4 separate regions of the Mus musculus genome follow, and all the other regions are linked to region 1. Evidence: chromatin contacts called from public HiCAR-type, HiChIP or PLAC-seq and promoter capture Hi-C data. All regions are on one chromosome and are shown on one strand. The core of a region is the stretch at or near the end of the contact, and the rest is flanking DNA. Distances in the headings are between cores, read along the strand shown.

Evidence for each region. Promoter capture Hi-C pulls out the DNA fragments that hold promoters and counts their contacts. HiCAR-type assays count read pairs that join an accessible place to other places. HiChIP or PLAC-seq counts read pairs in DNA pulled down with a chosen protein or histone mark.
Region 2: a contact with region 1 is called in a HiCAR-type map of astrocytes, with 3 times the contacts expected there. The contact joins the promoter of Amigo1 here to the promoter of Ahcyl1 in region 1. A contact is called at or near these places in 13 of 39 promoter capture datasets (the C10 cell line, the HPC-7 cell line, cranial neural crest and 10 more), 1 of 484 Hi-C or Micro-C datasets (CD4 T cells), 5 of 115 datasets of contacts at active chromatin or transcription factors (astrocytes, differentiating embryonic stem cells, microglia and 2 more) and 2 of 9 other capture datasets (adipose tissue and liver).
Region 3: a promoter capture Hi-C map of liver shows a contact between it and region 1, with 2.5 times the contacts expected there. The contact joins the enhancer-like site here to the promoter of Ahcyl1 in region 1. A contact is called at or near these places in 12 of 39 promoter capture datasets (the 3T3-L1 cell line, the C10 cell line, the HPC-7 cell line and 8 more), 1 of 484 Hi-C or Micro-C datasets (embryonic stem cells) and 9 of 115 datasets of contacts at active chromatin or transcription factors (bone marrow-derived macrophages, embryonic basal ganglia, embryonic forebrain and 6 more).
Region 4: an HNF4G HiChIP or PLAC-seq map of pancreatic cancer cells shows a contact between it and region 1. The contact joins the promoter of Gstm3 here to the promoter of Ahcyl1 in region 1. A contact is called at or near these places in 5 of 39 promoter capture datasets (cranial neural crest, hippocampal neurons, liver and 1 more), 3 of 115 datasets of contacts at active chromatin or transcription factors (the SCID.adh cell line, large pre-B cells and pancreatic cancer cells) and 1 of 9 other capture datasets (adipose tissue).

What each region holds. Positions count from the first base shown.
Region 1 is chr3:107,692,313-107,699,194 of GRCm38.p6, reverse strand. It overlaps Ahcyl1 (S-adenosylhomocysteine hydrolase-like 1), which reads left to right and starts at 2,635. Exons shown (of 17, transcript NM_145542.4): 1 at 2,635-3,037. The coding sequence starts at 2,918. It overlaps Gm40121 (a long non-coding RNA gene), which reads right to left and starts at 2,970. Exons shown (of 3, transcript XR_003954675.1): 1 at 2,466-2,970.
Region 2 is chr3:108,183,750-108,190,631 of GRCm38.p6, reverse strand. Amigo1 (adhesion molecule with Ig like domain 1) reads right to left here and starts at 4,343. Exons shown (of 2, transcript NM_146137.3): 1 at 3,954-4,343; 2 at 1-3,541. The coding sequence starts at 3,445. The coding sequence ends at 1,967.
Region 3 is chr3:108,110,668-108,117,549 of GRCm38.p6, reverse strand. It overlaps Gnai3 (guanine nucleotide binding protein (G protein), alpha inhibiting 3), which reads left to right. Exons shown (of 9, transcript NM_010306.3): 5 at 1,659-1,787; 6 at 4,948-5,077; 7 at 5,462-5,615. Among named protein-coding and RNA genes, the nearest start is that of Gnat2, 21 kb to the right of the region's middle. Within about 2 kb of position 3,784, at least 40 of the 459 cell types and tissues checked have an H3K27ac peak or open chromatin away from gene starts, as enhancers often do. A contact at or near this core is called in liver, where this site is marked.
Region 4 is chr3:107,966,323-107,973,204 of GRCm38.p6, reverse strand. Gstm3 (glutathione S-transferase, mu 3) reads left to right here and starts at 4,031. Exons shown (of 8, transcript NM_010359.2): 1 at 4,031-4,100; 2 at 4,367-4,442; 3 at 5,005-5,069; 4 at 5,358-5,439; 5 at 5,530-5,630; 6 at 6,831-6,882. The coding sequence starts at 4,065.

The sequences.
Region 1 (6,882 bases), core at 1,386-3,885:
AGTGTTTCTCATGGATGGTATGCTGTCACACTCCCTGGCTGGGTAAGCACTTTGATTTCCAGCCTCTACCTGGGGAGCATGGTGGCCACCAGGGCCTTCTACAGTGGCTGTTTTTCAACAATGCTATGACCTTGGACTGGTTCCTATTGCCTCTCTAGTATCACAGGGGTGCCTTTTCCACCTTTAGATTAAGCATCCTTGTCCATCTCCTGCAAGAGCAAACCACCAGCCTCCTGTCCAATAAGGCACACTGGTAAGTGGAGTCACTTGCTGGTCTCCATCTCGACCTAAGCCACTCAATAAAGTTGTATTCCCTCTAGGTCTGGTCCTGTGGACAATCCTCTGTCTCCTGACTCTGAAGGAGTATGAGAGATGTACTCTTCAATCTCCAGGAAGCTCACAGCGAAGCTAAAATGCCCAGAGAAAGTACAAAGCACCTGAAGAAAAACTGCTTTAAAAAAGTCAAATCCAAAATATAGATACACTAGAGCTTGTTAAAAATAATTTGTCTCAAGACACATATATTTTTTTTTAATTCAGGAGACTTAGAGTTTCTTAGCTGATTTCTAAAGACTCAGGTGAATTGAATCTATGGGGCTCCAATAACAGTGTGGACAAAATAAAAAAGATGAAAGCTCCCGAGTGGGCCAGTTGTGGTTGCAGGCCCCAGCTCTAAGGAGAGAGTGGCCGCCTGGCCCTGTGTGGATGTGCTTACTACTCTGGTTTCATCTCTCTGCCCTCTGTGGCCATAGAATTCCCAAGGAGAGAAGTCTGACTGCTCTGAACAGTGAGCACATGAGAGAACACTAACATTTTAAGACATAGCAATCCTTCTAGGTACTTCAACAGCCCTCTTCAAACATCCACAGGCTTCTTATAGGAAGAATTCAGTGGGTCCAGAAATAACTATTTCACACCTTCCCCAACCTTGAGCACAAATCAGTATTGGGGTAGGGCTGGTGTCTTTTAAGACCACCTTTTTTCTTGATAAAGTTGAGTCTTTAAAACCTGGTAAGGTCAGGAATGGTGGCACAGGATAAGAGATCAAAGCCAGCCTGGGTTACATAGTGAGACCCTCTCACAAACAACCCAGAACCCAGTGAGGTGCTGGATATAAAAGAATGAGCTTAGAGAGGATTTAGTGGAAAGGCTCTCAGGAGGACTTATTCTCAGCATAGTGGGGAAGAATCTGGCTTCTCAGAGTCCACCCAAGAGAGAAGAGTGAAGCAAAGGAATGAAAAAGGAGCCACAGGAAACAGCTAGATGCGGAGTATACTAGAGAGCTTTGAGGGAGATTGTGGTCATTGAGAAATCCCAATGGTGAGATAGATGGCTGAAATCTCTTTTTGGAACATTTCAGAAATGTAATTGTAGACTGTTTGCTATGTGATGTAACCTCTCCCCTTTGACCAACAAACCTTCATTAAAAGTTCTGCTACATGTTATAGCCTCATTTTTTGTGGTTTAGGAGTAAGAGTTGGAAAGAGAAAGGGGCTGATGTGACTACAAGAGCTAAAGAAACAGTTGTAAGACTGGAATAGTGAGTAATGTTTCAGATGAGGCAGCAAACTAGAGCCAGAGATGACCATGAAAACCTAAGTCCCCTCAGTAATTCACAGAAATCCTGGGGACAACATTGTACTTTCCACAGGACATAGGAATTGGAGCCAATGTCATTTGAATGACTCTCAAAGGATAAGATACCGCAGTTGACCCCAGCTTACGAATAGGCTTTCCCTTCCCAAATGGATGGGTTCTTGGAAAACATAAATATGCCACATGCACCTCTACCATCCCAGGGCCTTTATACGGGGGCTGTACACAGTAGAATCCAGAAACTGTGCGAGTCCAAACTGAACGTTCTGCACTACACTCACTGAGAGTGGAGCTGGCAGGGAGAGCCTACTGCCTAGAGAGCATGGAGCAGGAGAACCCATTTGGCTGGGACTTTTTCTCAATCTGCCCTGTTCTCTGCCCTCTGACCAACCCATCAACCTTATCTTAATGACCTCTTCACATCAGCACTGCAGCCTGAAGGTCTTGTAAACAGACAAGGCCCAGGAGGAGATGGTGATGGAGGTCATAAAGGGTTGTGTAGAAACCAGACTGCTCTCAGCTTGTTCTGCACCCCTGTGAAGTAAAAAAGCAAACACTGTCCCCTGGAAATGGACTTCTGGCCCAAAGGGCCCAGGGTGTGGGCCGGGAGTAGGCTGTCTCTAACACTGAATTTTCCCAAAAAGGGCCGGGTAAAATGTGTCCGGTGGGACTCTGGTTTATGCTCCCAAGCATCGCTCTTGATATGCCATCTTCCCGATCCCCGATGCTCTGCCACCTCCCCATGCTGAGGTTTCCTGGGGAGTTGGTAGTCCAAAGACCCTTAGTCTTGTGGCATCTTTATAGGAGTCACACTCGGCTCAATAGGGCTGATGGCACCACCTGGCGGCAGACAAGGTTCAACTACTCACCCTGGGACGTTCATCACCGAGGCGCAGGAAAGGAGGGGCGATTCCTGCGGCCCGGCCCAGCATGTTGACGTCACCAGAGCGCGCCATTTGTCCCCGCCTCTTTCCGCCCCCCTCTCCTTGGGGCTGCCAGTACTTGACGTGGCGTCTCCGCCCTCTACCCTTACTTTGCGTGCGTGCTTGCGTGTGGCGGAGGTGGCTGCGCGGGCAGGTCGGAGCTGCGTGCTGTTGCTTCTGGTTCTGTGGCCGCCGTCGCTGTCCGGCAGGCTCCGGTCTCGGAGCCGACGAGGCGCGCGCGCGCGGGTCCCAGCCCTTCGGAAGCCCAAGCAGCTCGGCGCGGGGCCTGGCGGGAAGGCGGGCGAGCGCGTGGCCGAGGGCGCCGCGCGGACGGGCGGGCGCCCGTGAGGGAAAGAGGCGGGGGCGGCGGGTTAGCCGCGGGCCGGGCCGGCCGGGGGATGTCGATGCCTGACGCGATGCCGCTGCCCGGTGTCGGGGAGGAGCTGAAACAGGCCAAGGAGATCGAGGACGCCGAGAAGTACTCCTTCATGGCCACGGTCACCAAGGCTCCCAAGAAGGTGCGGGGCTCTGGGTGGCGGCGAGGGCCCTCGAGGAAGGGGCGCGAGCAAGCCCCGGGCCCGGACTCGGGTAGTTCGGGACTTAGGGCTAGGGTTTGGGGTGCTCAGGACCATTGACACGATGTAGTGGGTGGCCGGTGAGCGGCGATGGGCCTAGCTGGAGCCAAAGAGGCCGCTCTGACCTCGCTTTTCTTTGTCCCTCGGCCGGAGTCCTCCTGGATCTTACTGAAGCCCGACAGGGCCAGGCCTTAAATTCGCGACTGACTTTTCCTGGATGGAGGGCCTTGAAGACGAGATTGGGAGGGGGTGAGCGACTCAGCTGACCCCTGTGACCTGTCCAGGGGATGAGGTTGTGCAGGAAATTTCCCCTCAGGTGAGTGGGGGAAATCAGGCAGCTCTTTTTCAAAGCATCTTCTTGGGGGAGAATTGGCCGTTCGACCAACAACTGCGTGATCGCTTAGAGGCAAGAGGAAAGAATCGTATGAACTGGTTTATGCAGCTGACGGTTCTAAAAGCAACAAGAGATGGAAAGGCAAAATGGTAATCGCCGTGCAGTCTTCCACCTGCTAGGAAGTATGTGAGAAAGGAAAATTTAGAGGTTGGTGACAGTAGACACTGTCATGGATGCAGGTTGATCGCAGTCATGTGAATAGATCACTTAGACATCCCTCCAGAAAGGAGCTTGGGTGGGTTGGGGAGGTGGGTGGGAAGAAATGATTGCTCATTCTTTACTGCACTTACAAGTTCAGCCTATTGTGCTGGGGGTTGAGCTCAAAGGACATCCTTCTATGGCTCTTGGAAAAGGTGATCTATGGAGGGCTGAGTCTAACTAGCTCTCTCAGTGGTAGGGTCGGGGTCTCCAGTGCTTTCTGTCGAACCTTTGCTGACCCTTCCTCTAACCTGGTACCCAATTAGCAGTGGAACAAGGAGGTGACCTTTCTGAAATAGTTTCCTCTTGTATAAAGTCTCTTCACAATCAATCCTGCCTACAGTATTTGTAGGGTTCAAGGATGATATAGATTCAGCTGAGCAAGGTTTGCAGAGCAGTTAATCCCCAAGGCTCCTGTACTGGAACTAGTTAAGCTGCTCTCAGTGCCTGAGAGGGCTTTATTTATTTTCCTCCAGGAAACTAATTGACTGGTCTTGGGGAAAAAAAAAAAAGTCATTGCTGTGTGCTTTAGCTCTGTTTTCTCACAAAATTGAGAATGTCACCAATAACACCTTTGAAAGGTTTATAGAAGGTCCCTCCATCCTAAGGGATCCAGTTGACCTCATTTTTAGTGCTCTCATTCCCCAACTGCTTTGTTAGAGAAGTGACCTTTTGCAATCTGCACTATTTGAATACAAAGTTAGAGTTCTTACAAGCAAAATGCATACGTGCAGTACCTCAGATGAGTTAAGTGGAGAATTGGAAACACTGATAGACTAACCCCCTGACTCTTATCTCTTGTCATAAGCCCACCTTCTTTTGTCTAGGTACTCCAGAGAGTCTTAGTCATTTTTATTGTTCCTTATTTTTTTCTTTCAGTGTAACTATATTCTTGCAAGTCAATATTGATAAGCCAAAATCTGTATTATACATTGTAAACTCCTGGAGGCCAGGACTCTTGGTTACCATTGTATCTATGGAGCCTAGTTATGGAGCCTAGTTTTGTCCCTTGAATGTAGTACTCAATTATTAATTGGCAATCTGGCTAACCAGTAACTGAGATGCTGAATGCCAACAGCAGTAAATATCCCTTTTCCTCTGTCTGAAAGGAATATCACAAATGAGTATTATTGTGAAGCCAAGTGCTAATGACTTTAGAGACTCATATTCCATTAACTAAAATAAGCAAGTCCTGCCAGGCGTGTGGGAAGACCCTGTTGTAAATTTCCATTTGCTAATGTATGTGTCCTCATGTTATTCATCTTGTTCTTTGAGCTTTATTGTGTGGTATGTACGTTGTACTTGTATTAAGATGTATTATGATGACTAATTACCTTCCCTTAATGATGATGATAAGAAGCATTTACTTAGTTAATGGACCAGTTAAGGACTAGTCAAGGTCATGTAGTAAATTCTGGGTACTCTGGTTTTGGTTTTTTATTCCCTCTCAGGATTTCAGTTCCTCGATATTCTGACTTAGGTCACTGTTGAGCCTCTTCCATGTGGTGATAATGTGATGAAGTATAGAAAAGGTGAGGGTGCAGGTGGCATGGTACTGAATAGTGTGAGGAAAAGGTCTCTTTAAAATGATGTAGTCCGTCATCCCAAAGGATCCCAGCTCGACTGTAGACCAGGTAATCTTTGGATCATTCCCATTACTGAGCTCTCGCTGGAATTGAGGGCATTCCTGGGGCCATAGGTGACTTTAAAGCTTCTCCATCAAGTCAGCTTCTAGTATGCTTGTCTTGCCAGTTTTTAATTATTGTTTGCTTTGTTTGAGGTACAGTATATTATATGCCCATTCAAGCAAAAGCATATCTTATTCTCTAACTAAAATGATAGCCAGTTTTATATTGGATGTCTACTCCAGTACTATATATTACAGGGCTTGTTGGTTTGATTTAAGACTTGAATATTTGGCAGTCAGAAAGCCAACTATTAATTGGTATCCCCCTAAGTGAATAACTCTTGTGCCTCAGTTTCTGCATTTGCCTAATAAATGTCTGTTGTTTGGAACAGGTGATGCCAGAGATATTTGGAACTTAAGATAGTAACAGTAATTTTTTAAAGTATATTTTACTCCCTCCTTAAAATATTTTCATATATTAATTTATGGAGGGAGGACATGTGTGCACAGAGGAGTCAGTATAATTTCCATGAGTCTAATCCGATCAAACTCAGGTTGTCAGGCTTGGCAGCAAATGTCTTTACCTGCTGCTGAGCATCTTGCTGGCCCTGTCCCCTCTTTTCAGTGAGCATTTGTTGTGACTTGTAGAGAGTCATAAATGCCAACTACTGAGAAGATAAAACTTAAGAAATAATGGGAAAGTATTGTTAACTTTGAAGGCTAAGATAATTAGTGATACAGATTATCATAAGCAACTCTGTAAAACATCCTAACATCCAGAAGAACATGAAAAGAACCATAGTCTTGTCTCTTAGTAGACATGAGAAATAATGGAAGACATTTTTTCCTGACCTAGAATTATAAAGGCAGTTTTCATGGGTCCATATTGATTGCTGTGGTATATCCTAACCCCACCCCCACCCCCCGGTTTTTTTGAGACAGGGTTTCTCTGTGTAGCCCTAGCTGTCCTGGAACTCACTCTGTAGACCAGGCTGGTCTCCAACTTAGAAATCCACCTGCCTCTGCCTCCCAAGTGCTGGGATCAAAGGCGTGCGCCACCACTGCCTGGCTGTGGTATAACTTACATGATAAAGCTTATTCACAACTTATAAGTGGTTTCAGTTAGGATGGTCAGGAAAGGTTGAAGTGAGGGCTCTTTTAGTAGTAAGGAGAAGTGTACATTGTACCACAACTGAAGGAGAACCCTGTTTAATGTTGGCAGTTACTCAAGACAAATCCAATACATTTTGTGGTGTAGATAGTAACTGTCTTTGGAACTTCAGAAATTGACATTGTGTCAGATTGTTGGTTTTCCATAAATAAACCCCAATCTCTAATTTATTGATGAAAACTCCTTTGATGGACATGATTCTCTAAATACCTCTCAGAATATTACCCTTCTGTAAATTTCTGACATCTAAGGAGGAAGGACTCAGGATCCTGCTGAGTAGCATGTTAAACGTTTAGCCTAGGTTCTGTGCAGTTCTTTTACTGCTTTGTTACCATTTAACCAAATTGTTAATGTTATCTTGTTGTAGAAGTTTATTTTGAATTTAGAGAATGTAAACC
Region 2 (6,882 bases), core at 3,094-5,593, 490 kb before region 1:
GCATGGTCACTGTCTCTCCTGCAGTGCAAGAAAACTGTGTGTGAGAAGTTGTGCGCTGGGGGTGGAGGCCGTTCTAGAAATGGTGGCATCAGAGAGGGCCGCAGACTCACTGTCCTGGTGGAGGTCAAGGTGCTGGCGTGCATGCATACCTATGAGCATGCATACCTATGAGCATGCAACTACTTAAGGGGAATCGCTGCACCTCTCTCTTGACAAAACTAGGTTACTAATAAAGGATGGACAGCAGCCTTGAGATCCCAGGAGCAGACGGGACAATGTTTACTTTCGTTTCTCTTCCCCAGTCCTTATAAGCAGCCTGACAGGCCCTCCTAACACTAGGCAGCCCTCACCCATAGGTAAACAACACCCCTTAAGAATCCCAAAAGCAGGTCAGGAAACTGGAGGACCTGGATGACTTCCAACCACAGGAAACAAGGGAAAGAAAAGACACCGGAAAAGACCAACACGGGAACACATTCGCCTCTGCCCTGCCCACCCCTCTTCCAAAGCTCAGAACAGCTGCCTCTGGGGCCTGCAGTATGCTCACAGGATGCAGGGCACAGTCATATCTGTACCCAAAACATTTTGCGAGCCTGGATGGAAGCTAAGGCTGGGTTTGTTTTTAAGTGCCTCTGCTCTGACAGCTACAACTGCCCTGATGTCCGACTGACTTTTCAAAGTGTAGTGCCCCTTCTGCCTCTGTAACAAGACTACCTGCCTTCCAGTCTGGTGGGGGAGCACAGAACTCTAAGCCACACTCTGTATCGCCATTCTGGGACAGAGACCACTAGGTTCCAACCCTTCAGATGACAAAACCCCCACACTCTGCAGGAGTGAGGCAGCCTTGTTAGCACAGAGAAGATAAATGTGAGGTCCTGTGTATCTCCAGACCTATTCTAACAGAGCAGGACTGGGCTTTTCCGACTTCTCCTTTGCAGAGCAGCCTTCTATAGAAGGTACAGAACCCCACCTGAGCTGATTAGAAGGTTGACAGAAGGGATGGCATACATGGAAAATCAGGTAGGTCTGGCTGGCTGCTACATCAAAGAGGCTGGTTTCCCCATTCTTCTAGCAAGTGTGGCAGCCCTTGTGCCACAGTGGTGGCAGCCATCACAATGCTCTTTCCTCAGTATCCCTGACTCTTGTCCTGACAGACAGACACTGGAAGTCAAATACTAATTAAAGCTTTCCCCCAGCCAGGGAATTAGCCTACCTGGAATTTATGCCCTATCTACAAGTTGTATGCTATGACAGGGACCTATTAATTCATTCTGTACCCATCTGTGCCACCTGCCCCAGGACAAGGCACAGACACAGTGTCCTACATTGCTGCCATAACTAACAGTCGAGAGGCCAGGCTCCTGCAGAGATCCACCCACTCAGGACTCCCAGGGAAAGAAGACGGCTCTAGTGAGAAGTCTCCCAGCAGCTTTAGGGAGTGTTATTGATCCAGGTCTCAGCCTTTTCCTGACTCATTTCCCAAAGGTTTCCAGTTCTCTAGCTATCAATGTGACTTCCCGACCAGAGAAGACACTGCAGCTTCCCAGCATGGCTCCTGTGGAGGCTCCCCCAAACACACACAACCTCACAGGTGTGGGTGGGCAGAGACAGAAAAAAAAAACATTGTTTTTCAAATGGTTTTCTCTTAAGGAGCTAGGGATGACCTCAAAAAAGTTTAGGGAATTTGCTCCTCCCCTCCGCCCTTTCCTCGTTCCTGTCCCCCTCCCCCACACTGAGAATAGCCAAGGCTTTGGGTAGGGGTGTGGCATCTGCCTGAGGATATCCATAGGTGAAACTCGCAGCATCCACACCCTCACTGGGGTCTTGCCTCCTCCGGCGCCTGTGACCGATTCCCTGGTGGTCAGGAGGAACCCACTCCCTTGGGCATCCAGCCCTCTCTTCCACCCTGTCATATCCCTCAGGGGTACCTCTCCTGGGGCAGAACCTCCCCATCAGCCTACGCTGCTCACACCACAATGGGTGTATCAGAAAAGACCGAGCTGACCGACTCTGGATCGGACATCCTCCGTTGGCCCTTGCCTGTAGCTTCGGGCACCGGCAGAGTGTTGCCTGGCTTGAGTTTGCCATTTTGACCCTGCCCGGGTCCAGCAGGTTCCAGGAAGGCCACCCGCCGGTCAAAACCATCATCTTTGTCCCCACCAGCCATAGGGTCGTGGTTGGGTGTGGTACTGAGCATAGAAGAGCTGAGGCTATCTCCTTGGTGGCTGGAAGGTTTCTCCACACCCCGACACCAGCAGCGGCAAGGGGTGAGGTACAAGTATATGAGGACCAGAACCACACTGAGGATACAGCCCACCAGGGTAGTGTAGGCTGTGTTGAGGGTGTCATGGTGTCCGTGCAAGGTGAAGTTATACACTTTCAACTCCACAGACAGTGTCTCGTTGAAAGTCTCCCCCATGGCGTAACAGGTATACACACCCCCATCCTCGACCTGCACCTTTTTAAAAAAAAGGTCGCCATTCCTCACGCTCACCGAGCCATTGGACCCCTGACTTAGCACCTGTTCATTGCTTGGGGACACCCACACTTTGGTCATGCCTTGCTGTTTGGTGTCACACCTGATGGTCAAGGTGTCTCCCAGGTGAGCCTCCCAGGCACTTTCCTTGTACTCGCTGCAATTGAAGAAATCCAGGCTGAAGATGTTGTGCAGCTTCTTGGAGTGCATGCAGTACAGGTCCTCCTGGAAGTCCATCACAGAGCTCAGCTGCCGGTACTGCCAGTGCGAAAAGAGCTGGTAGAGCTTGCAGTCGCACTCCAAGGGGTTGTTATGCAGGTATAGCCCATTCTTGACCCAGGCTGGCAATTTCTGCAGGTCAGTCAGGGGCAACTTCTTCAGCTTGTTGGAGGACAGATCCAAGAGCATCAGTTTGGGTAATTTGTTCCCATCCTTGATCAGTTCCACAGGAAAGCGAGAGATCTGATTCTGGCTTAAGTAGAGTTTCTGCAGCTGGGCCATGTCCTCAAAGGCATTCCGGTCCACCACCACAATGTGGTTATTGTAGAGCAACAGCACTTCCAGCGCCTGCAGGTCGCTGAACAGGAACTCATCCAGCGTGTGAAGATGGTTGGAGGAGAGGTCCAAGTACCTAAGGTTGGGTACGGGGACGAAGGCCTCGGAGGAGATGAAGTTCAGGTGGTTGTGGCTCAGCAGCAGGGAGTGCAGGTTGGTCAGCCGGGTGGGGGTCCACTCGGCCCGCAGCCTGCTCAAGTTGTTGTGGCTGAGGTCCAGCAGTGCTGTGTAGCTGGGCAAAGATTGGGGCACATTGGGCAGCTGCTGCTTGGAGCAGCTGAGGATGTTGCTGGCGCACAGGCAGTTGGCGGGACAACTAACCACAGATCGGCCGGCCCTGGCTACCTCAAAGAGAAGCAGGAACACGGAGAGCAGCAGGAGCCAGAGGCCTCGCAGGTCACGCTGGGGTTGCATAGTGTCACTGGGAAGAGCGAGGAAGGCCACAGGATCTGGGAGGGAGTCACCCCGGCATGTTCTGGTGGAGTATGGAAGGGTCACTTTCACTACAGGCTTGGGAGAAAGAGGATGGGTTTGTAGTCACCAAAGACTCAAGAGGGAAAGACCACCACTCCCACTTTCCTCTCCCACCCTTTGGTGAGCAGAGAGGGTAAGCTATCCCGGGTAGTTCCCAGGCACAGTGAGGCAGGCTGTGGGCTCAAAATACTAGGACATCAGAGGCATAGGCGCAAAGGCCCAGTGGGCTGGGGTCGCCGGTCTAGAGTGAGAGTGTACACAGCGTGTCCCCTGTGGTGGCAGTGGTGGGGTGTCACCAGGGATTGCAAGCTCTGGGTTTGGAGGCGGGGTCATCAGGGCCTTTCCCGAGGAACCCAGGGAAGGTCAACAGGGTACTAGGCTGAGAAGGGCCGAAGGTTCCCGGGGCCTGTGGCGCGGGTTCCCTCCCTAGACCCTCGGGTCACTGCACCTGCTCGGCGAGGATGCGTCTCAGCCCATGGCCAGTCCAGGAGCTCCGTCGCGGCCTCCCCCGTCCGCGCCTCCCCGGCCGGCCTGTCACAGCGCCCAGCGTACGTAGGGGCCCGCGCCCGGCGACATCGCCTGCGAGGAACTTGCTGGGTTCCGCGCTGTCCACCCGCGCCGCCGCCGCGCCCGGACCGCCGCGCCCGTCCACCCGAGCCCACCTGGCACGACTGCCGCCTCCGGAGCCACGGGCCAGGCGAGAAGCAGTGCGGCGAGCGGGAGACGCCGCGATCCCAGCCGAGGGAGCAGCGTGGGGGCAGCGAGCACCGCGCGCGCGCCCGCCCGCCCGCCGCCGCCCGCCGCCGCCGCCGCCGGAGCCTCCGGGCGCGTGCGCGCGGCGGGGGCGGGGCGCACGTGCGTGTGTTTGTCTCCGGCTCCCGGCGGACGCGCGGGCTGCCGGCTGCAGTCGGGGGTCATTTCCTCTGCCATCCCGGGCTGGGCCCAGAGCTAGCGAGCGTGGCCCCTCAAAGCGCCTCTCTTCCCTAGCCTCCCTTTCTCCATTCTCTTCATGCCCCAGTAACGTTCCTCCTACCCAAACCCCCTGTCGGGAAAAGTAAGTCTAAGAGTAGTGAGTTCGCTGGAACCAGTGAACTGACTCTGGGACAAGAAGCGGCACGCGTCTTTTAATTTTCCAAATTAAAGAAATCTGGCTCGCCTCCCGCTGTCAGTGTTGGCGGGAAATTCATTAGTCACGTTTTTTTTTTTTTTTTTTTTCGTTCCTTCTGCTTTCTCTGCGCAGCTGTGAAGTCACTAAAATTTGGGAGAAGAGCTTTATTTTGCTTTTTTGTTTTTGTTTTTGTTCTTCCCTCTCTACTTTTGATGTCACTAGTCTATACTTCTTGGAGTACCATAGAAGAACACAGCTGCTTAGCCTGCAAGCTTGCTAGTCACGACTGGGCTTGGGAGGCGTGTCCTTCCACAGACAACCCACCTTGCCTCCCCACTTCCCGTCCTATCCAGCTCTCCCATTTATCTTCTTCCCGAAGCAGTACCTGCACTTCCTGGTTGTCAGATCTTGATACTTTCTCTATTAATTCTCAAAGGTGAAGACCAGTGGTGGGCGTTGAGGTGTTTTCTGTAAGATGGTTTCTGTAAGATGGCCTCCCTAAGCACAAAGAAGCTGTTAATCAAAGTATGAAAATTGATGATTGGGGGCAAGGCCCAGGAATGACCAAGACCATGTCATCCAAGAATTCATTCTTGAGATACTGGGCACAGAGGGAGAAATTAGCAAGTTTTTCTTTCCAGTCTTTTACAGTAGCAAGACCACACCTGAAATTAACCTCTCAACAAATTAGCTTGCTAAGAGTTTAAAAAAGAAAAAAGCTAGATCTCTCCCATGTTTTACTGTGAATTTAAGTGACTGTATTATCTCTTCTAGGGGTATTAGCACATTAAACTTATGCATGATCTGGAAAGATTTTTTTTTTTCCTCTTTCCTGTTTAATCCAGGCATGGTGAAAAGTCGAGAAGGGTGAGTAGTCCTTTTTGGAGGAGAAGGAAAGAGGAATCAGGAAATCAATGGCTGTGAAACACAATTTCTGTTGGCTAGAGATGCTAGGGTATTTCTCAGTTACAGGCACATGCCACGTGGAAGCTCGGTCATCAGAAAACTTGACTGGGACGGGAGGGTCAGCTTTCACAGAGGGTCACATGAGTCCCTCAGATGGTTGGCTGTTGTTGTCAAGAAACCTCAATGACTCTCCAGGTCAGGTCTCAAGACTGCTTAAGTGCCCTGATGGAACAGCTTCTGGCAGGTGAGAGATCCAAGAGCCTGCAAGACAGAAGTCACAATGACCCAGCTCTTTCAAGTCTTGCTGCCATCTCCACTTTGTTCACAGAGACAGATCCTGATGGAAAGAGACCACACAAGGGCATGAATTCCAGTAGAAGAGGATTGCTGGGGGACCTCTTGAAGCTGTTATCATACACATGGTCTCTGAAGTTGCATCTTCCTTTCTTTCTTTCTTTCTTTCTTTCTTTCTTTCTTTCTTTCTTTCTTTCCTTTGGGTTTTTCTCGAGACAGGGTTTCTCTATGTAGGCTGTCCTGGAACTCACTCTGTAGACCAGGCTGGCCTCGAACTCAGAAATCCATCTGCCTCTGCCTCCCAAGTGCTGGGATTAAAGATGTGCACCACCACTGCCCAACGCATCTATTTTTTAATTTTGAAAATTTTTCAATCATACTGAAAGTATGCAATGAACGCCTATAAATCCACTATCCTTATTCAATAGCTGACAAGGAAATACTATCATTGTATTTTATGCAAATATCCCTGGAAAAAATGCATGTTCCCCCTACTCTGCTTTGCCCTCCCCTACATTTCCTTTAGACTCCAGCATTCTAGGCTCTCATCTAACTGTCTATCCTTCTATCTGTCTATCCGTCTATCCCATTCCTCTTTCTACTATGTTTGAAGGTAGGGAAAACAAGGTAACAAAAAGGAAAAGGGCCCTTTGAGCTGGACATCAGTTTTAAGGGTTGGTACCTAAGCCAGGTGGTTGTGGTACACCCTTTTAATCATAATACTTGGCAGAGGCAGAGGCAGAGGCAGAGGCAGAGGCAGAGGCAGAGGCAGAGGCAGAGGCAGAGGCAGAGGCAGAGGCAGAGGCAGAGGCAGAGGCAGAGGCAGAGGCAGAGGCAGAGGCAGAGGCAGAGGCAGAGAGGCAGAGGCTGAGAGGCAGAGGCAGAGAGGCAAAGGCAGGTGATCTCTGAGTTCTAGGCCAGCCTGGTCTACAGAGAGAGTTCCAAGACAGCCAGGACTACACAAAGAAACTCTGTCTTGAAAAACAAACAAACAAACAAACAACAAAAGAGTTGGTATCTGTAATTTGGATAGCTCTTCAGTCTCTTAATCTCAAGTACACTTAAATTT
Region 3 (6,882 bases), core at 2,535-5,034, 420 kb before region 1:
TACCACTGAGTTTCCTCCTCAGCCCTCTTGATTGTTTGAGACACAATCTCGCTCATGCTGACATTGAACTCATTCCGTAGCCCTGGCAGGCTTGAGTTTCTGACCACTCTGCTTCAGCTTTCCGAACAGCTGAGATGACAAGCCTGTACCACAAAACCCAGCACCGTGCACCTCTCCTGCCAGACTGCGGTGGTGGCTTCTGTGGGATGAGGACATTATCATACAATAGAATGAAGCCTTTCTTTATCAAGGAAGCTCACTTGAGTGTTAGTTTTAGAGAATTGGTAACTAGTACTTTTATTCACTGCTACATTTGATCCCATTTTGACCCCCCGACACATTTATATATTCATGCTGTAGTTTTAAAGTTTACTTTTGGGGGACCTGGTGAGTACTTGACATCTGTACCTCCTGCCCCCCACACCCCGCCCCCCGCCCCCCGCCCCAATCAAGATAAAGGACTTTTGGTTGTTAAGGTATTTTCTCTAGCCTTATATTTTCCCATTCTCATTCTGTCACAATTGTTACAAGAAATGGTATATATAAATGCTATTTATAAAGCTTACTTATAATTTGACAAACAATAAAAGGATTCTTGCTGTCTTTTTAAAACTAAGATTATCTTTATGTGCGTATACTGGTAGTTTAAGCAATTCAGTGGCTATCAGAGGTAAATTTTTAATCGTTTCTTCTGTCATCCATTGAGTAAGCTCTGACTCGCCAAACTACATGTTATTTATAAAGTTGGGTCCCTCTGTCACTGTTCATCCAAGCTCAACTCTGTTAATGGTGGTATTTGGTTTGTAGATGATCTGAATGGCACACTTAAAGTAGTGCATCTGCTCTTTTTTTTTTTTTTTTTGGTCTGGAATCAGTGAAGATTTAGCCTTTGTCTTTCCCCTACTCTCTTCCCCCTTTTTTTGAAATGGGGTCTTGTTACATAGCCCAGGCTGGCCTGAAACTTTGTATCTTCCTGATTTGTCTCAAACATGTGGCCTCTTGCCTCTGCATCCTCGGGTGCTGGGTTTATAAGCCTATACTCACATATCCACCTATATTCTCACTGAATGTAGTTCTTCTCATTTTCATATCAAGTATCATTCTTTAAGAAGCTGTCAAATAGTTATGTATGCAGCTGACATAAATTTAAGTATCCAAGAACTTTTAACTTTTTGTTATTTTATTTTCATATGGGTCTTGCTCTGTAGCCCAGACTTACCTGGAATTCATGGGGTCCAGGGTTACAGGTCTTTGTCACAATCCCAGTTTGATTTTGTTTTTTCTGCTCTATAGTGCATAGCTCACTTCATATTAGATTTAGCAATAATACAATTGCCATGTTTTTAAAATTTGCTTTTACGGTATATTTAAAACCATTCTTGTTACTGTGTGTAGAACCTATTAATTTCCCCTATACTTGATTCACTTTTTTCACTCATTCTATGATACTGAAGATTTAATATTTTTCTGCCCTTCAGTGAGTTTCAGGGTACCTTTGTTTGTTGTTTGTTGGCACTTGGGATTGAACCTAGGCCTCACATGTGCCAGTACTTAGCCAGTCACAGAATTGACTTTTGCCAAGCTGCTAGTTTGGTCTGTTGATTTGTCATGTCCATGGTTGACTTTACCAAGTAAAAACCAATATGCATTTTATTTAGCTACCTAAATGATTTGGATAGAATATCCCAGACCAACTACATTCCAACTCAGCAAGATGTTCTTCGGACAAGAGTGAAGACTACAGGCATTGTGGAGACCCACTTCACCTTCAAGGAACTCTACTTCAAGTACGTCATAGCCTGTTCTTGCCTGGGTCTGGCACAAAGAACCAAAAGTTTTTTTGCTTTTGTTTTTGAGTCAAGATCTCATGATGTAAACCTGGATGACCTAGTTCTTGCTGTGTAGACCAGGGTGGCCTCAAGTTTGCATCTTCCACCTCTGCCTGCTGAGTGCTAGGGTTGCAGGTGTATACCACATGCCTGGCTTACTGACTCCCCTTAGTTAGCCTCTCTGTCTGGGGGTAAGATCTTTGTAAGCAGTGTTCCTTGGTTTAGAAACTTAATATTTAAGAGCCATTAGCTCAATGTTTTATCTGATTACACCCCACACATTTATTTATTTTTCTCCTCCAGATAGCATCAGTATTTAGAGAAAATTAAATGTAAAATTAAATAATAGTTTACCTACCATTAGAATTCATTATACAATTATCATTTTGTGTTTGTTTACATTTTCAGCACGCTTTTGTTAGTTGCCAAATAGGTATTGACTATTGCTAGAAGGATCAGAGCGTACTAAATAGGTAGAAAATAACGTATAGATGGCTTCATCCTGACGTGCTGACGTGCTGACAGTAAAACAGGACTATTTCTTAGCAGCACCACTCCTCTCAGACGGCTCCCCTTCCCGTTAAGGTTAATGGGCCAGAGCTAAGCTTGGGGGCCTTGGGTTTGTACATGCACAGCATCATGCTCAATTAAGTTTGTAGTGCAGGGCAAAATAGGCCTGGGATTGAGGTGTTTTAGAGAGGTGATGATGACGTAGACAGTAAAGGACATTCTAGTGTTTGCAGAGAATTTTCTCATAGCACCAGCAATTCCAAGAAAAAGCCTCTGCACTTCTTTTTGTTAATAGTCTTTTAAAAATTACTAAAACTGTTTTTGGTTCCTTTTTTCTGTGTTTGTAACCTTTGAGGTTAGCAGTAACCTTTTCTCCTTTAGTGTGTGTTCAGTGTTTAAGAAGTACCTGGTGCCGGGCATGCCTTTAATCCCAGCACTTGGGAGGCAGAGGCAGGCAGATTTCTGAGTTCGAGGCCAGCCTGGTCTACAGAGTGAGTTCCAGGACAGCCAGGGCTACACAGAGAAACCCTGTTTCGAAAAAACAAAACAAACAAACCAACAAAAAGAAGTGGATTTGAAACCTGATGAATGGTTTCGGGTAAATGGGCTGCTTATCTTAAATACTGATGAAGTTACTTAACAAAGTCCGCAGAAGCTATACGAATTACCCTGTGAAGCCATAGGAAGGAAGTGTCTCTGTATACTGTAAAATTAGTAATTCAGCCGGGCGTGGTGGCGCACGCCTTTAATCCCAGCACTCGGGAGGCAGAGGCAGGAGGATTTCTGAGTTCGAGGCCAGCCTGGTCTACAAAGTGAGTTCCAGGACAGCCAGGACTACACAGAGAAACCCTGTCTCAAAAACACCAAAAAAAAAAAAAAAAAAAAAAAATTAGTAATTCAGTTCTAATTAAATACCAAAACCATTTTTCATTGATGTCATAGGTTGATCTTTAGCTAGGTAACTATCTTTCCATGCCAGGATCAGTAGCCAAGATTAAAGTGCCACAAGTACTTTGTTTTGGCATGTAGATGTCTTAGTATGAAGTACTGTCACCTCTTCATTCTCTTCCTTCTCTAGGCAAAACCACTATCCATTTATTCAAACATTTACTGAAGTATTGCAAGGCATTGTGTAATTGCTTTGAGTTATGAGGAAATGTTTATACAATATTGATGTTAGTGAATAATACTGTGTTACTAGGTACTAAAAGCCAGCTTTGGGACTTCATAGCATCTCTTTGTCTTATGGACGTTATAGAAAATGGGGATGTAAACTGGAATTATTAGTGTACTAATGTGCCTGTCTTTGTAAGATTTTTATGGTGAAATGTTAGCCGTTCTATAGCCTACAACATGACCCTGGATTAAGGCCAATCTGTTTAGCTGTCATGCAAGACCAAAGGTTGCAAAGAACAGCAAGATCCCCGAAAGGAAGGGTTGGGTCAGGAAGAAAGAGGATGCATGCTCACGTCATTCGGGAGGTCACGTGGACTTTCCTTCTCTTGGTCTACAGGGAAATCACGTGGACTTTCCTTCTCCTCATCTGTAGGGGTGAAAAAAATCTCAGCAAATTTAGACCCCAGGCTACTGAAGATTTCACTCACTAGAGCAATGTAGCAAAAAGCTTTATCATTGCTATCAGATATAGATCTTGAGAGAGTGTGAGCATTTGAGTACTGACCCCATCTAGACTCAGGTATTGACTAAAAGACAAAGTAGGACAGCTGTTCCTGTCAATGTAGGAAGTAAGGATGGACACTGTTGGTACAAACTTAGCAATTAGGAGACTAAAACAAATCCAGATTAGAACATAGGGTGTGAGCAGCTTCCCTCCCCGCACCCCCACCCCCACCCCCACCCCCACCCCCGTGCTGCTGCTGCTGCTGCTGCTGCTGCTGCTGATGATGATGATGATGATGATTAGGCCCAGGCAAGCTTTGGTGGTGTTGGGGAATACTTGGTTACTTAGTTACTTTTAAGACAGTTGCTGTGTAGTGCAGGCTGGTCTTGAACTTGCTGTTCTTCGAGCTCAGCCTCCTAAATGCTGAGATTATAGTCATTCTTCCTAAACCTAGCACAAGATCTCAAATTCTTAAAGCCTGATATCAAATTTAATTTTTTCCCATAATTCTCTTCATATGTTTTTCATTAACACAGGCAAATAAACTTTGAGCTCAGATGCAAGGTGGGTATTCAGAACAAACCAGTTTAAAAGTCAGAGTGGGACTATGGAAAGTATATAGAGACAGGACTTAGAGTGCCAGATGGTCTAGGGTAATGCCTGGCACCATGGTAAACACGGAACAAATAGCAGTTGTCATGGCTACCGTTATCTTAAGCCTTACTGTTGAGCTCTTCTTCCTTTAGTCCTTTTTAGTTCTTAACTCTGCTGACTTTGGCACCTGTGTTGAAAGGGGGAGGTTCAGCTGTGGCCTATACTTTTAACCACTGACAATGGTTTAGACACATTGATTTGCTTCTTGTCTTTGTTACAAATGGGGTTTGAGTGTGTGATAATGGAGAGGTTCTAACCACGACAGTCTCGAGAGAAATAACTATAAGTGTGACATTACTAAATCTGTGCTTTTTTTTTTTTCCCCTTACTCAGAATGTTTGATGTAGGTGGCCAAAGATCCGAACGAAAAAAGTGGATTCACTGTTTTGAGGGAGTGACAGCAATTATCTTTTGTGTGGCTCTCAGTGATTACGACCTTGTTCTGGCTGAGGATGAGGAAATGGTATGTTGACGATTGGGGTAGAAAGTCCATCTGATACAGCTAGGAAGTGAGCGTGACTCAAGGAAGACGGGTGCCACTGCTGGCTCACGGAACCAAAACTTAATGCCCTGTATTTTCTTGTCAGTGGGGCTAGAGTTCCCAAATCCTTGTTCCATTGCACATTTGCTCTTGGTAGCCACATTGTGTGCACAGGATTGCATCTTGTCATCTTCTTAACCCCTTACCCCAAGAATTATGCAAATCAGGACTGACTAGGCTTCAAGTCACATTAGGACCTACTCTATTTCCATGAATTCAGTTTGTTGTTTTAAAACTTCTTGGTATGTGAACTAATCTGCTTTTTATTCTTGCTGCTAATCTGTCATAACCATGTTTGTTTTTCAGAACCGAATGCATGAAAGCATGAAATTGTTTGACAGCATTTGTAACAACAAATGGTTTACAGACACTTCAATCATTCTCTTTCTTAATAAGAAAGACCTTTTTGAGGAAAAAATAAAGAGGAGTCCATTAACAATCTGTTATCCAGAATACACAGGTAAAGGGCGTGAGGTGCTGTTGGAGGTGTGCATCGTAGGTCAGTGCTTCCCAGCTGCCATCAGCTGCCCCAGGACTCATGCAGGACTCATGCACTCACTCACAGTGGGCGCAGCAGTAAGCATCTGAAGAAACGCCATTAAGTTTCGAGTGTGACTTCAGAGATCAGTGTCCTCACTTTGGAGGAAAATGAAATACAAACATGAAATTTTGGCATATGTCCAAAGAGATATAAAAACAAACTTTTTAATGAAAGTCATTAGGCAGAATAGAGGCATTTAGAGAAGACAGTTGCATGTAAGAAATGGAGAAGGGGCATGTGGCAGCTGTGGAATTTAACGTACTAGCAGGGAGAGGCTGGCCCTGTGTCGAGCTAGTGACAAGTGGCCTTGGGCACATGGTGTATGAACAGCAGTCTAGCAGCAGTGTAGTGAGGACGGCAGTAAGGACTGCCTTCGGATGCAGATACAACCTTTCAGTGAGAGCCAGGATGGCATCTTAAAAGCCAAGGACAAGGATATGGGTGGGGCTAGGAGTGAAAGTCAGACTGTGAAGTCAGTGCCAGTGCGAGGGAGGCACCTCTAAAGGAGGTCACTTCATCTCTGTCTCTTTCCTTGGCTCCATGTCTATTCTTCTCTGTCCCCACTAATGTCCTTTACTATTCAGTTTATAAGATGAAGGATGGCATTGCCACCATTTCTGTGTCTCTTCCATTAAAACAATGAGGTCATACTGGGTTTGCTTGACTTCCAATTCAAGTTTCTCTGGGAAAGATTCTGGTTATAGCTAAAGAAGGTAAAACGCTGTGGGCCAGTCGGCTATTTGAAATTAGGGATCACAGACAACAATGGCAGAACTGTGCCATTATGAAAGCTGTGACCAGATGGCCAGAGTGAGAAGGGGACTCTCTGAGCTGTTTCCGTGGATGGGGGCTCTCACTATCTGAGACTCTGCTTTCTTTTGAGAATACAGTGAAAGGTTCAGCAAACATTAGAAAGTCAAAGGTGTCTTCACTCAAGTCTCTCAGTTGGATACTTTGCTATGATCTGAATTTATATTTTGGAATGTTGTTTTAGAAGTATCTGTAGAATAACCAGATAGAAGTGTCTGTTTGGTAGTGATCCTTATACTAGGGACTTAGGGAAAGGTTAGCTTAGATGTATAAACCTGAGAACAGCAGTAATTAACTTATTGGAGATAAATGAAGTTACCAGAGAGATGACTATAAAATGAGGCGAGAAACGATAAAATGAGACAAATACTAGCTA
Region 4 (6,882 bases), core at 2,782-5,281, 270 kb before region 1:
GTGTTTGGTTTTGTATTTGTCTGGTTGGAGTAAGGCTCTACCAATGTTGTAGATGCTTTGTGATAGTTACAGGTTTTCGTGAGTCTTAGAGAAAGTTTGAATATTTTTCTTCTTAGTATGTTTGTATGTGTGTGTGTTTTTTTTTTTTAGACAAAGCGTTTTACATTAAACTTGGCTGTTTTTCTCCCATCTTGAAATGCTAATGTGTTTAAATAAAGTTTTTTCTATTTCCCTCCCTCTTTCTCCCTCCCTCATTCTCTTTTCTCAGTTACTCCCTCCTTCCTCCCTTCTCTTTTCTTTCCTCCCTTGGTTCCTGTCTCTTACTGTGTGTCTCTCTAGCTTATTTTCTGTCTTGATGTATGTACAACTTGCACATAGGGTGTCATCCACTCTCCACAGATGCTTAACTACATCTGCATCCTCGTGGCAGGTGAGGCACTATCACTCATGTCTCATGTGCCAGAGAATGTGCTGTTCTCACAGTGTGCTGGAAGGTGTTCAGACCTCATAGAAGGTTACGGCAGTTGTTGAAATTGCCTCTGATATGATGAAGCAAGGACATTTCTTCAGTTTTGATCTGTCTTTTCTCACCTCCTGGCTCCCTCACCTCAAAGGCCTCAGAGAAGCCTGCCTAGCTTTCCTGCCTGCTCTTTATTCGTTTCAGCATTAATTTATGAGTATACTCATAAGTTACTTTTGCGTATGATGTACTCTGATGTGCATAACTGTTCTGGAAAATTTTCTTCCCTCAAAGAAGCTGTGTTGATGGCCAGCTGCATGCACAGTGGCAGGATGTCTTTTATATTAGACAGATTTTTATAGATATAAGTCTGATAACTAGTAGTGGGGATACCTGGATAGTTGAGGAATAGGGGCACGCTGTACTTCTGTAAACTGGAATCTGCAGATATGCCTGGTTCATGGCTTGTTTGCTCTGAGTTAATTTGTAAGCCCAAGTGATATCTAGAGGGTGCAGGGCTGATGCAAGCAGATGCTTATTAGACTTGGCATTAAAAAAAAAAAAAGAGCTTGAAATCCAATGTCCGAAGAACGAATGAAAATACAAGGCATGAGGCTTTTACTTGGGGTCTCTTCCATGCCACATGGTTGCTTCCCCAAAGCTACTATTTAACTCTATAAAAACCCACTGGGTGCAGACAAGATATGAAAACAGTTTTTGTTCCCTAGGGAATCAACCCATCATCATTGCACATTGCCTGTTTTCCAATGAAAGCACAACCTGAAGACTCAGTTCCCATTTCTGCTCACTGGTGACAGGCAGCACAGACTCCCTTATTCTGGTTGTACTTTGTCTGTCCATCAATTAGACAGCATTATCTGGGATTAAAGGGGTGTGCTAAGGGTGTGTATATATTCCAGCAGGAGTAACCATGTTGCTGGATTAAAATTCCTCTTCAACTATGTATCATCTCTATTTCCTGAGTTTCTCTAGACAGTCAGCATGTGAGAGACTTTCAGAGAGTCTCCATGAGGCAGAGAACACTTGGTTGGCACTTACTTCTGTGATGTTTTTAAAAAGAAAAAAAACCCCAGAAGCCATTATTCATAGAATTCTGTGTTTTTGCATGGACCATGTTGAATGTCACCCATTGGCAAGGAATTATGGAATCCATCTCAGATGTCACTCTATAGGTTATAAGCCAAATTTCCTCCAACACATTTAGATTTTTTTCCTGTACAGTGTCCTTTTAAGACACTAGGGCTGGCTGCACTGTGAACTTGTGACAGTGCACAGACAGAGACAACCAGAGGATCAGTGATCAACACTGGTATTAATTCTCCAGGACAGCACTGGCTGTGACTCTTAGCTTCAGATCTCTCCAAGTCCCCAGTCCCCAGGGTTCCCTGCTGCCTTTCAGGGACCTTTCTCATTCAAAGAGATGATGATCTCGGACTCTGGGGACCCTGCATTGAGAACTTGCTGTCCTAGCCCTTATCCCTGTCTGCAGAGCGATTCTGTCCTCTGAAGGGCTCCAGGGCTCTGGCTCCCTTCCCAGGCCCTCTGAGTCCTTGTCCTAGACAGTATGGATTCCTTCTGCTTTCTTCCACTCCTCCTTCTCTACTTTCCACAGCGCATGACAATCTGCTGATGTGCCTCATTCATACTTGCAAATTTATTTCTCTCTACAATTCCCACCAAACTTGTGGTCTTTACCAGTCAGTTCAGAGTCAACCTGAAGGGCCTTCTTATCCATGGGATCTCCTTGCTAGGAACTGACTGTTTAATAAAGGAAGAACCAAATTGGATGAACACTATGGTACAATTTCTGTTCCATGTAAAGATTGTTTCATTGCTCTTTTCCTGTCTTTCAAACTTAATGTTTTAATTCATCTTGACACCTAAAAGTCAGTTTTCAGGTAAATCCAAAGATTTCATTTTTCTGAGATCCTTAGGATAGCAAACGATTAAAGATCTAAATCCTAGGAGCTCATGGAACCAGGAAATTTTGTGCATGTGTAAATAGTATGGTCTTTCTGTGGGCAAGCTTAACTCTGGGCATTGTCCTTAAGGTCTTATGTACTTTCTGAGCGTGGCCATTCAGAGAACCTGAAGTGGGCAGGTGGACATGTAAAATGCTAAGGCAGCACTTGCCACAGGTACTGTGAGCCCCAGTGACATGCTCTGTGTGTGTGCATCCTCACAGAGACTTGCAGAACATGTGGTTTCTTTAATGTCCTAGGATGAGATGGCCTCTGCTTGTCCCCTGCACCCTCACTGCACAGCTCCTATGTGGGTGACATGATATGTTGCCTTCATACCCCGTAGTCCCAGTAAAGGATGATTTAATCCCAAAATGTACGTCCTGCAGAGCAACAGCCTTGGCCTTTGACTTGTAAACTCATTTTAGTCTCCTCTTCTGTCATTTGTTTCTCATTATATCTGATAAGTTTTTATAAACAAGGTGATGTTATCCTCTTGGTTTTGAAAGAGTCTGTTGCCTCCAAGGAAGAAAGCAGACAGGTAGGACAGTGTTCTTGGTAGGACACTTACCTTGTGAAGGTTGGACTACAGGGCATATATTTCAGGGTAACTGAAAGATCATTTGAGCAACCCTGTCATATACAAACATATGTCCGGGGTTTGGGCCAGGTCTAGCATCTAGGGATGTGGACAGCTGAGGGTCTAGCTTTGGGCTCGTTGTGTCCCGTGCAAAGTGTGTACACAGGATCCCGTGTGTACAGCATCCTGTTGTCCCTTGAAAGCAAGCCTCTTAGGGCACATGCTCTCCCCCTCTATGGCACACACCAGCTGTGCATTCTTTGCTCCCTTGCACAGTGCAACCCATGGGAAGTTCTGCCAGCCAGGTACCCTGCACTGTGATGGTGTCTTAGATCTCTTGTGCCCTAGGTATCTGGTTCTTGGATTTAGCTTACAAACATGGCCAAAAATAGTGACTGGCTTATATGGTCACTAGCTTGATGAGCAAATGATGAAGTTTCCAAATTTCCTAAAGGAAGACACTGGGAGTACTTGTTTTCTGATTGTTCCTCTTCTGGAGTCCTTCCTATCTCATGGACTGTCCTATGATTCTAGGTGAATAATAAGGCTGTGGTGGGTAATAGAGCTTGGCAGCTGTCAATGCTAAATTAAACTTTTGCCCGAGGGGCACCCTACTTTATCTTCTGTTGAGATCTGGGACTCTCTCCTAGAGATTTCCACAGTATAGGGGTGAAAACCTAAGTTCTGCTAGGAATGGAAAGCTGCATTTTCAAGTTTGGGGGCACCCATTAGGGGGCGGTGACAGGAAGCACTAAAGAGGCTGAGGGGGGAGGAGGTCCTTCATGTGAACCTGCTCAGAATCCAAGGCCTGAAGGTGCATAGGATCCTACTTCTCCCTCTCCCGGGCTGTGGGTGAAGCCAAAGGGCTTCGGGTTCAAAGTCTCTGAGGACAATTGAAGGGAAAGGCAGTGCCTGAGTGGGGTTAGGGCATTGAGGGCGGGACCGTTTACAAGGCCCCACCCACCTTTCCCTTTGCACCTCCTTAAAATTCTCCAGCTCAACCTACCTGAAGCCAGTCTGAGAAGACCACAGCATCAGCGCCATGCCTATGACACTGGGCTATTGGAACACCCGCGGAGTGAGAGGGGGATCTGCCTGGAGGGTGGGACTAGGACTCAGGCGGGAAGTTCAAAGTGATCCGGGCTCTCAGATGTATACTTTTCTTAGCACCCTGGAGCTCACAAACTTGGGAGGCTGCAGGTGTGAAGGGGCGGGCACCTATGAGTGCATGTGTACACACCGCAGGGTGGCTGTGTTTGTGGAGGGTGAGAGGATTCATCTGCGAAGATGAAGTCATCCAGTAAAGGTCCTACCATTTCTAACTTGTGTGACCTTCTCTTCCAGCTGACTCACTCCATCCGCTTGCTCCTGGAATACACAGATTCAAGCTATGAGGAGAAGAGATATGTCATGGGGGATGGTAATGACACCTTCCTGGTCAGACACCTGCTTTCCTCTTACCCAGGGATGCCCGTACCCAGCCCCTAATTCCTCAGCTCTGCAGACCTCCTACAACTGGAGGAGGAAGGAGCCTGCTCCTTCCAGGAACCTCTTGAGGGTGCAGTTTGGTTTTCTATGCACTGGGAATGGCAATGTGTGGGAGCTTGCTTTTAAATCCAGCTCTAGAAAGTCAGAGAGACAGGTGGATCTCTGAGTTTGAGGGCAGTCAGGTCTATACATATAGTTTCTGGAAAGCCTTGGTTACATAATTGAGAGATCTTGCCTCAAACAACAATAATGAGACTGGAGTTCCGGGCCCACCTGTATTTATAATTGAGCTGGGTTCATTTTTGGGGTCCCATTGGGCTTAGGGTCCCCTTCTTTATCACCCCTCTTCTTTATCTTGAGAATGACTTAGTGCAAGATGTTACAGTTCTCCTTCCCCAGGGTATCTTGCTCGTGACTTCTTAGGTGGGTCAGTGAGATTGGAGTGTCAGACGCAGCCACACTGATATCCTTTCACATCCTCTTGTCCACCACAGCCCCCAACTTTGACCGAAGCCAGTGGCTGAGTGAGAAATTCAATCTTGGCCTGGATTTTCCCAATGTAAGTGCAGGGAAAGGGAGGTTTGGGGAAGACGTGGTGATCTCACCTCATCTCCTGGCCTGGCTGAGGGTTTAGGATCAGTGTTTCTGCTCTCCTGCTCCATCCCTGTTGGCTGCACAGTGTTTCTGTGATGGGCTGTGTCCCAGCTCTCTCATTCAATGCACACTGTGCCCATGGAGGGCTTCCCATGGCAGGCACACTGAGTGCCAGGCCCTGTGTCTGCTCTCACCCAGGGAAGGGATGGAGGGACCTCATATCCCATCTGACCTTCCCTGCTTGTCCATCCAGCTGCCCTACTTAATTGATGGGTCACACAAGGTCACCCAGAGCAATGCCATCCTGCGCTACCTTGGCCGGAAGCACAACCTGTGTGAGTGGGGTTGCCTGCAGGGTAGGGCATATCAGGCAATCTCCTTGGCTTGGCTGGGTTGGGATGCTGAGTGTTCTGTGTGTGCTGCAGGTGGAGAGACAGAGGAGGAGAGGATCCGTGTGGATACTTTGGAGAACCAAGTTATGGACACCCGCATACAGCTCATGATAGTCTGCTGCAGTCCCGATTTTGTGAGTGGCCAGTAGGTGGAGAAGACGGGGTTTGAAGCAGGAGTTAAAGTCTTGCATTCAGATCTGTAACATCTCCTTCAGTAAGGAGCCATGTTACTGATTCTCCAAGCTTTCGGATCTTACCAACAGAACGACCTTCGTTACCATAGTGATCTCTCACATCAACACTGAAACTATTATTACTTGTCTAAGCATCCTAGATACAGTTGAGATTCTAGAGTGAACAGTCTGACCTAGACATTTAATGCAGAGTTAAAATCCCTGATGTGTATGTCCTGTAACCACTTCCATGTGTCATCTAAGCTAGTGATCACACTAACAATTTTCTTCTTAAAACGCAGACTCAAAAGATGAAGTAGAGGCTGGGGAGATGGTTCAGAGGGTAGAAGTCTTTGATGTGCAAGCATGGGGACTTGATTGTGGATCCTCGGTATCCCACATTAAAAAAACAAACCAACCAGGGAGTACCTTGGAGCACCATGGGAAAAGAAACAGGAGGATTTCTGTGCTTGCTAGCCAATGAATCTAGCCAGTCTCTCTACTCCAGGTTCAGTGACAGACACTGTCACAAAAATGTAAGGTAGAGAGTGATTGAGAAAGACACTGGGTAGCAGGCTTTAGCTTCCACAAATGCACACACAGGTAAGCACGCCTACATACATACGTGCACAACGGACTCACACATGTACCCAGCACTTCCCAAGCATGCCCTCTTTGGCTCCAGTAGAAGACAGGACACCTTCCTAGTAGGCAGCTCAGGGTCAGCCAGAAGATCTTTGACCTTTCTTCTTTTCAATATTAGTGACTGCTCTCCAAATATTAGTTGCATGCCGTTCAAATATCTAAATTGTTCTTATCCATCCATTTTCCCTGCCCCCGCCCCAAAGCCAGTATAACTTTGTCTTCTCCTGGGGTCTTTAGGTCCTTTGTTTCTGTGGTTCCATTGGATCTCTGGGACCATAACATGCACAATGATACTTAGGAAGACCTGGGTGTGACTCATAGCAGCTAAGTACCAGTGGTGACCGATCTAAGGACAGTGTAGCACTCCTGTCTGTCTTCCAATCACCTCTGATAGATGAGGCCTGCTACTAAGAAAATGGTGATGAGACTCAGTAGCCTAGTCCTTCGAGGCCAGCAGCCTCTCTGCCAGGGAGCCTATGACTAAAGGTGGTGACAGCCAGCTGTTCTCTGCCTCAGGAGAAGCAGAAGCCAGAGTTCTTGAAGGCCATCCCTGAGAAAATGAAGCTCT